2 separate regions of the Rattus norvegicus genome follow, and region 1 is linked to region 2. Evidence: chromatin contacts called from public HiChIP or PLAC-seq data. All regions are on one chromosome and are shown on one strand. The core of a region is the stretch at or near the end of the contact, and the rest is flanking DNA. Distances in the headings are between cores, read along the strand shown. Region 1 holds the start of Mto1 (mitochondrial tRNA translation optimization 1). Region 2 holds the start of Fbxo9 (f-box protein 9).

What was found. HiChIP or PLAC-seq counts read pairs in DNA pulled down with a chosen protein or histone mark.
Region 1: a contact with region 2 is called in an H3K27ac HiChIP or PLAC-seq map of oligodendrocytes, with 4 times the contacts expected there. The contact joins the promoter of Mto1 here to the promoter of Fbxo9 in region 2. A contact is called at or near these places in 1 of 12 Hi-C or Micro-C datasets (frontal cortex) and 1 of 1 datasets of contacts at active chromatin or transcription factors (oligodendrocytes).

The regions. Positions count from the first base shown.
Region 1 is chr8:88,188,179-88,192,870 of GRCr8, reverse strand. Mto1 (mitochondrial tRNA translation optimization 1) reads right to left here and starts at 2,601. Exons shown (of 12, transcript NM_001106841.1): 1 at 2,304-2,601; 2 at 1,085-1,284; 3 at 893-1,010. The coding sequence starts at 2,517.
Region 2 is chr8:87,861,524-87,866,094 of GRCr8, reverse strand. It overlaps Fbxo9 (f-box protein 9), which reads left to right and starts at 2,155. Exons shown (of 13, transcript NM_001011998.1): 1 at 2,155-2,497. The coding sequence starts at 2,495.

The DNA of each region.
Region 1 (4,692 bases), core at 1,352-3,851, 330 kb before region 2:
AGCCCATTGTGGGTGGGGCCACGCCTGGGCTGGTGGTCCTGGGTTCTGTAAGAGAGCAAGCAGAGCCAGCCAGTAAGCAGCACTCCTCTGTGCTCTCGGCATCAGCTCCTGCCTCTAGGTTCTGGCTCAGTTTAAACTCCTGTTTTGGCTTCCTTCAGTGGACTGTGATTCAGGATACTAAGCTAAATCAATCCTTTCCTCCCCAACTTGCCTTTCGTCATGGTGTTTCGTCTCAGCAATAGTAACCTTAAATAAGACAGGAAAGTAGGGGTGGGTGATGTAGCTTAGTTGATAGAGGGTTTGCCTAACATACAAGCCCTGGGTTCAGTCCCTAGCACTACATAAATTAGACACGATGGCACCTGCCTAGAATCCCAGCACTTAGGAGGTAGAGGCAGGTGAATCAGAAGCTGAAAGTCATTCTTGGCTATACTGTGAGTTCGAGGCCAGCCCAGGACATATGGGAGAGAAATATATTTAAAGTGTGTGTTGGGTTGGGGAGCATGGTTGGGATGGCTCAGACCTGAATTCCATCACTCATACCTACATGCTGAGCACAGGGAATGGTCTCTCAAAAGTTGCCCTCTAATCACACACGTGAACTTCACAGAGAAAATGAACAAATATAGGAACAAATTTGACAGAAGAAGCTGGATAAAAGACACAAATGGCCCTGGAGTCTTACACTAAAATAGTATTAATGAACCTAGAATTTGGCTGAGATTCATGATGGTCAAAATGAAGAGATAAGAGATTATTTACATAATTTTCTTATCCAGGCATCAAAAACCAGACTTTCCTGGAATAGCAAAAACACTTACATACTCTCCTCTAGAGTAAGTTTCTCACAGAGTTTGATTTGCTGGTATTAGCATTATTAGCCAGTACATACCCAAAACAACGCCTCTGACCCTGGACTTCCCCCCATATCCAGGCTCTGGCTCTGCAAGAACTAGATCTTCCACAGCTCCCTCCTGAACAGTGAGCAAGGGTGTACTCAGGATTTCTTTCTGTCAAGAGAGAACGCCAGTTGACAGAGCCGCTGGAGAAGCCCACAGTCCCTCCTGGTCTCACCCGTGCTCACCTGCATGTTCTGTTTATAAAGTTTCCGATCAATTTGCGCTCTCAGTCCCCATACAGCAGGGCCCTTACGCCGGTTTAATACTTTGTAATGTATACCAGACTGGTCACAGACACGAGAACACAGGCCATCCAAGGCATCTACTTCTCTCATCAAATGCCCCTTTCCGATGCCACCAAAGGAAGGATTACAGGACATCTGACCTAAAGAGAACAGACACTATCGTGGTAAATTAACAAGGACCTTGTAATATTATTTAATAAAGAGTGTTTGTAAAGGTAATCAGACTCACTTACAAAAACAAAAGACACACACTCCTCTACCTTCAAATTCCTGTTCTCTGCATTCCTATGGACTCAACCTTCTAAAAGTTTAAGTTACCTTTTTCTTCCTTGAAGCCAAGGAATACTTGATAATGTACCAAATTCCTCAATCACTTTGGTCAGTCATTCATGATGGGGTACATACACCTTTAATCCCAGCACTCAGGAGGCTGAGGCAGATGGATCACTGTGACTTCCAAGCCAGCTTGGTCTACACAGAAAATTCCAGACCAGCCAAGAACTGAGAGAGACAGACAGACAGACACCCTCTCAAAAAGCAAACAACAATAATAACTGCCCTAATCATTTCGTTTCAGGTCAGAATTGTTTCCATTAAACTAATTTATGAGAATCATTAGTAGGCCCCTAAAATGTTTTTAGACATATCCTACAGCGTTGATGGAACATAGGTTTTGCACTACTGTGTATATATCTAAAAGAATTTAAATTTGTTTGAAGTGACAAGTGTTCTATGTTTAATGAAACCCTACTTGCCAGAGCCAAGAAACGTGATCAACCCAATGTTCATCAAGTGATGAATGGATAAAGAAAACGAGGTGCATAGGCTCTAAGACCTGCAGGTCTCAGCACAAAACATCCAAATGGAAATACAGAACGCGACAAGCAGCGGCGTTTCTCAAGGGCTTGACAAGCTCTCGGTGAACGCACCACGTCGGTCGCTTAATCATACGGGTGTGAAAATGTTAATTCACGCTTTCTCTGAGGTGAGAATAAGGGGAAGCTCTTCCCAGCGACGTGCTTTACGGTCCTCCGCTCTCTCACCCCGGCACCCACCACTCTTCGACCATCGCAACCTTGCCCGCGCTCGGCCGGACGCAGAGTCCCTGCCGCGCGTCACCCCTGCGCCTCAGGCCCGCTGAGGCCGTCCGGCTCCTCACCGATTGTGTCCACCCGGTGTGTGAGGAGCAGAGTCCGCGAGCCACAACGAGCAGCGGCGGCGGCCGCCTCGGTCCCCGCGTGCCCTCCTCCGATAACTACCACGTCGAAGTGCGGGCTGCAGGGTGCCGCGCTGTCGCTGCGGAGGCGACGCAAAGGCAACCGTCTGCCGAGGGACGCTGAGGCCCAGCGGCCACAGTCCCGGAGAAGGAACATGCCGAGAGAAGCTGGAGACGCACAGAATAGTTAGGCCAGTGGAAGCCGACTGGGCGCCGCCATCTTGGCTGCATCAGAGCGTAACGCGCCTGCGTCCAGCGACGCATTTGATTGGCGATTTGGAGCTACAAGATGCTATGGCGCAGGGCGCTGCGCGCAGGCACGATGTGCTTTCTTTCACGCACACCTTCATTTTTGGCTGGGGATTCTATCGTGGAGGTTGAGGTTGGCCTTTTCAGGTGGGCTAGTCTTTATCGCCAGGTTGCCTCCTATGAACAATAAATTTGATCAGTTCGCCTTAAAATCTGCTGAGAGGTTCATCGACTAAGGCAATCCAAGTTCTAATCCTCACGTTGAAGTACATCTGGGTCTATATATGAGTATCGTGTCTTCAAATCAAACCCCATTATTTATATACAGCTTAAACATTTTTTAGACATTTTTGTGTATGATTGTTTTGCCTGTACACGTGGTGTGTGTGTGTAATGAGATACGATGCCCTCTTCTGGTGTGTCTGAAGACTGCTACAGCGCGGTAGCCTGTTACCTACAAAGGTCAGAAGAGGGCATCAGATTTTCTGGAACTATGTGGGTGCTGAGAACCAAATGTAGTTTCTCTGCAAAGAGCAGTAGCTCTTGGTCACTGAGCCATCTCACCAGTTCCTATTTGTACACAATTTAAACATTATATATACACAAGACATGGAGAATTAGAGAACCTGTAACTCCCACCAAGTGCTCTATCGCTCCTTTACAAGAATGCCAACCTCTTACGCTAGTAACTATTTTTATATGCACGTACAGTTTCCTCTGAATTGAAATATTGCTTCCTAGAGGAGCGAGTCTCATAAACCTCCAGAAATGAACCTAGTTTACAGCTTCAGTCCAAGGAAGCTGTAGGCCCACCCCTACCCCAGGCTATACAAGCAGGGATCATGGCTAGGAGGAAGACTCCAGGACCATTGGATGTGCAAGTCCTTCAGGGAGCTCCAGGGATACAACTTTTGTGAGTTTCATCCATAGTGGCCTAGGCTTTTCTGTGATGCAGCTGTCTTTGAGTTACCCACATTCCTGTAAATACCTCCAATATACCCACTGTTTCACTAAATTCGACTCAAGTGGAAGCATTTTCTTTGGCTTGTTCTTGGTGCCCTCATGTGTTCACATTTCTACAGGAGGAGAATCACACAGCACAGGAGTGCTATTATTTTGCATATAGCTTATGTGATTATAATCTTTCACTTTATTCCTCTCCACTTACCTATATATACTTAAAATTTTTAATTGCATGCATTCATTTGCATGTGCGTATGAGTTTGAACTTGAGGGAGTCAGTTCTCTTCATCCTGTGGGTTCTGGGAATTGAACTCACGTCACCAGATATGACAGCAGATCCTTTTACCTGCCAACCATCTGGTCAGTCCCCTTAACAATATATTTGTTTAGCTGGGCATGACGGTGCACAACTCAGGCAGTGCTCTGAGTTCGAGGTCAGCATGAATTTAGGTCAGGTCATAGTGAGTTCCTGGACAGTCAGGGTTCTGTATAGAGATCTTGTCTCAGACAAAAAGTAAAAGTAAGCCCCCAAAATATAATTTAAAAAAAAATGTCCTCCACACTGTATCCAGTATGGGTTTGTTTGTCATAGTAGTTGTTTTGATTTAGATGAGAGAGAGTGAGAGTGAGAGTGAGAGAGAGGAGTTAGAGAGAGAGAGAGAGAGAGAGAGAGAGAGAGAGTGCACTGAGCAGGGGTATGTATGCCTTGGTGAACAGGTGGGAAACAGACAACTTTTGGGGAGCCAGTGATCCCCTTCTACCTGGTTTTGAAGCAGGGCTTCCTTATTATTTCTCTGGATGTTCTGTGCACTCTAGGAGAGCTGGCTAGGGAAGGCCAATTCTCCAGTCTCTGCCTCCCATCTTGCAGTCAGAGGGCTAAGACTTAGTGGTATGTACCACAAAAGCCAGTCTTTTATGTGGGTTCTAGGAACCAAAAATAGGTGTTATGAGTGCATTGCCATCTCAAGAAGCCATCTTCCCAACTTCTACTGTATTTTTGAGATATCTTACTTTGCAGCCCAGAGTGAACTGGAACTCAACAGCAATCCTTCTGCCTCAGCCTGCTGAGTGCTGGCATTTCAGATTTATGCCACCATGTTTGACTTGGATTTTTTTCCTT
Region 2 (4,571 bases), core at 906-3,405:
ATCTATAGAGGAAATATGATATAGGCCCCATGTAGGAAGCCCATGACTGCCGTTTTATTAAGGATGTTGTTAAACTGCTTTCTAAGTCTCTGTTTATACGGGAGATTAGTGCTGTTTTCAACCTTCATCAGAGAAGCTTCCTCTACAGTGGGCAGCAGTTCATGTAGAGTCATAACTGGTCAAAAGGATGGTGTCTAGGGGCGGAGGAACGGGTTCTTATTCTTGGCTGATTAAAGAATTAAGACACAGGGAGCTGGAGAGATGGCTTGGCTGTCAAGAACACTTAAGTGCTCTTGCAGGGGTTCCAGGTAAGGTTCCCAGAATCTATGTGAAATGGCTCACAATCACCTGTGACTCCGGTTGCAGGTGATCCAATGCCTTCTGGCCGTTTTGGGTACACTCGCACTCACGGTGGCACATACACTTACACAGGTGTACACACACAGAAATAAACGTAAGTCTTTTAAGGAGAGGAATTAAAAGGCAGATAAGAAATCTCGGGGAGTCTATGTAGAGCCATCATACGATTCTGAAGAAACACAAGCCTCCTCCTGGGGTTCTAAGTCTCATTAATAAAAGAATTTAAACTTGGACACAAATGGAATCTCAAGAACTAGGAAAACTCTAGGACTGGAGAGTGGGAAAACCGGAAACTGCCAGGAAGAAGATAGAGGCAAAGGAGCAGGCATGGAACAGGACCAGAAGGGTAACTTCAGAGAACAAAGAAGCTCAAAGCATTAGTTAGGGAGTGTAAAAGTATTCTTGGGCTCTAGCTAGAAAATATTTACCTGGGTCTGCCTGAACACATCATGGTGGCTTCTAGGGAATGCCACCCTAAATTCTGGGAAGGAAAATTACATTATCATAAACTGATTCCTAGGGTGATCCCATAGCCAAGTTCCTGATCTATCCACACTAGATTCATCTATAAGGGAGGAGACAACACAGTCTCCACTAGCGGTGGAGTCCATTATTTACAAAACCAGCGGAGGACAGGTTCCTGAGTGCTCAGCCCTAAATGGGACATCTATATCCACGTCCCAGTCCCTAGCTCCGGGAACATTAAAGAAGTCGGGGTGGAGAGAATGTAAGAGCCCAAGGGTGGGAAAGAGTGCTCTGAGAGGCTGTCTTCTGGGCATGTCGCGACAGGTGTATTCATCAAACCATTGCAATTATGATTATTTCTACAAAATCAAGCCCAAAAGTTGAGGTAATATTCCAGCATTAACTGAACTCGGTGGGTTACAAACTAAATAAACAACATACACAGGATTTGCAATTTCTTACTGTAATCAAGTTGTACCCCTTCCCTTTTACCTCCATGTCTTTGCCGAAGACGTACTTCATTTCTGAGCTCCAGAATAAAGTAGCACAATAAAATTGTAAATTCTGTTTAGTCGGGTGAATGTAGCTTCCTGGTTGTTACATTCTAACACTTAACAGAAACTCAATAAATGTTGTCTAAATGTCAGAGGCTGGGAAGCCCGTAAGTTTTGCTAGCATATGCCTGCAGGTGAAAAAGTTCTAAAATGTGCAACCCAAGTGTCTTCTATTGACGTGGAATCGGATGTTTGGACTGTAAGAAGTGGCACCGGGTTGGGGGTGGGTGGGTGTTAAGTTCCGGCCGAACGTGGAACAGTCGACTACAGATCCCAGAGTGCCTTGTAGAGTCGTCCCCTTCTGGAGTCGGGTTTCAGGCCTTGGAAAGGCACGTCCTTCCCCCGTTGTATTGTGGGATATGTAGTTCGACGTGATTTGCGTTGGCTGTTACCACTCTCCGGCTGCACACATGAACGTACGTTTTCTTCCGTCCAGAGACTGTGGGGTGCAATGATTGTTGAGTTTTCGCTCTCTCTTCTCATTCTGACAGGGCACCCAATGTCCAGAGCGCCTATAGTACTATTTCCTAGTGTCCAATTAGGATGGATTCAGGGGCTCTATTCCAAATTCAGGTTCAAACATTTTAAGCTAACATCTGCTCCTTCCTGCCTGGGTGTTCTAAGCATCAAATAAGAGGGTTGAGTGAGGCAGGTCAGCTTAGTTACGCCGACCGCCGACCGCCGCACACAGTAGGCCCATCGCCCTAGCCCGCGACCGGTGGCTGCTAGCCAAGCAGGCGGCTGCAGTGCGCATGCGTGGCGCGGCGGCGCAGTTTCCGCAGCAGAGCCGGCAGCTCCGCCGCTGCGTCCAGACGTCTCCTGCTGGGCCGACGCTCGGGTCTTCCCTCCGTGCTCGGCCTCCGCGGACGACCGGCGACCCCTCCGCAGCTCGAGTCCCAGGCCGCCGCAGCGCGCCTGCCTCCGGCCCCCTGTCCCGCGAAGATGGCTGCCGTACGCCGGGCCCGCAGTTACTGCCGCTGCCTGGTGCGCTTCTCCGACCGAGAACTCTGCTAAGCCGCGCTGCAGCAGACGGGCAGGAGTAGACACCGGGCAGCAGCCACCCCTCCGGGAGCCGGGCGCGGGGAGCCCCTCGACTGGGCCGGCCGCCCGCCAGCATGGTAACCGGGGAGGGAGGGCAGCGAGGGCCGGGCAATGGGAGCGGGAGATGGCCCCAGGTGAGGACAGGGTTTGACGGACAGCGGAGGAAAGGCCCGCTTCGGTCGCTCAAGACTGCCCGAGCTGAGAGTCGTGTCTCAGGTGAGCTGTCTTGGCTTCTGCACGAGGGAGGTGGCCCTGGCAAGCGGAGACACTTGTTGATTGCTCCTGTTCTGGCAGCCCGGCCCATGGATGATTTCAGGAGTTTGGGACGCACGCCCCCCGAGGCGTCAGTGACCCGGGTAGGATGTTGGCAGGCAGTCCTGGCAAACTGGGTTTGAAGGGACTCCTGCCTAGTTTCGTGATAGGGCCTAAGCCAGTGCGGACGGAGAGACTGCGCTAAGCTCCATGTGTGACAGCTCGTGTCTCACGGGACTGTTGCATGGAATGTATAGTCTCTGCAATGACTTAAGAAACTAATCTCCCGCTAGGGCTGAATGATTTAAGAATGAAAGATACCAGACTGACTGGGAGAACACTCAAGTAGCTATTTTTTTTTTTTTACGTGAATTGACTGAAACGGTATATTTTATGCAACTAGTCTGGTGCACAGAAAACACACTAATTTGATTATTCTTCTAAACTTTCAAAAGTAGTCCTCTGACCAGGATTATGTCCTTAACCATTATGTTCAGTTAATCTCATCTGTGAAGAAACTAGCCCACTAAACTATACGAAAGATTAACTAAATTCCTGCTTATTTCAAGTGGGATTGAAATCGATCAAATGTAGTAAAATCCCAGTTCTTACTGTCAAAATCGAGGTTAACAGTGGATTCTGTTCTGAGATAGGCATTCTGTATTCAACTAGTTATTTTTGAGCCTCTTATGAGCCTGGCATGGTGTGGATTTTCATACAGTACCAGATTTTCAGTGTTACCAAACCTATAAACTGTGATCCGTGATAAACTTTTAATCACAAATGACACATCTGAAAAGATGACCCAGAAATCACTAATTCTCTTTACGGATCAATCCCTCTCTTCTTAAATTAATGTTTTAAAGTGTGTGTGCTAGATAGCTTTATGTCAGCTCAGCACAGGCTAGAGTCATTTGAGAGGAAGGAAACTCAATTGAGAAAGTACCTCTGAAAAGTCAGGCAAGCCCGTAGGACATTTTCCTAGTGACTTATGGGGAAGGGTCCAGCCCTTTGTGGATGGTGCCATCCCTTGGCAGGTGGTCCTGGGTTCTATGAGAAAGTTGGCAGAAGAAGCCATGCAGGAACAAGTCAGTAAGCAGCACCCCTCCATGGCCTTTGCATCAGCTCCTCCCTCCAGAATCCTGCCCTGTTTGAGTTCCTGACCTGACTTCCACCATCGATGAACAGTGATGTAGAAATGTAAGCCAAATAAACCAAGTCCTCCCCAAGTTGCTTTTGGTCATGGTGTTTCATCACAGCAATTGTGACCCTAACTAAGACACCAGGCCAGGTATATGTGCAGGTGCCCAAGAGGCCAAAAGAGAATTCCAATCCCTTGTGCTATTATGTGCTGCTGGACATGGACGCTGGGAACCAAACTCAGGTCCCCTGAAAGACTGTCCAGCCCTCGACTGCTGAACCATCTCTCCAGCTCACAGATGTCTCTCCAAAGAAAAGGAGATCAGAGTATAATGGCTCACACTCAAATTCCTCCTAGCACTCAAGAGTCTGAGGCAGGAAAATCACTATAAATTCAAAGCCAGCCTGGGCTACACAGAGACTTTACCAAGAATCATGTGGTGCGTTTGGTCCTAAAGGTTCCAACTGTGACCAAGGTGTGTTCTCTGCCTTCAGTGTACTTTTTCTACTGAGGGAGACAGTACAAATATGAATGTATTTGTAAGGTAGCACAAAAGACAGCTGGAAAATGCTGCTGACTTGAACCCTTATGTGAATGGAAGGTAAGCGGCTAAGCGAGAAAGATGCAGTCCAGGTCCAGAAGAATAAGCAGCACATTGAGTAGCACCAACTGAGTGGAGCAGGGGACGTTCTTTAGATCAGGCTAGCTTAGTCTGACTGCCCAGAACAGCAACGTTCTCTCTGGGACTCAGGTCCTCT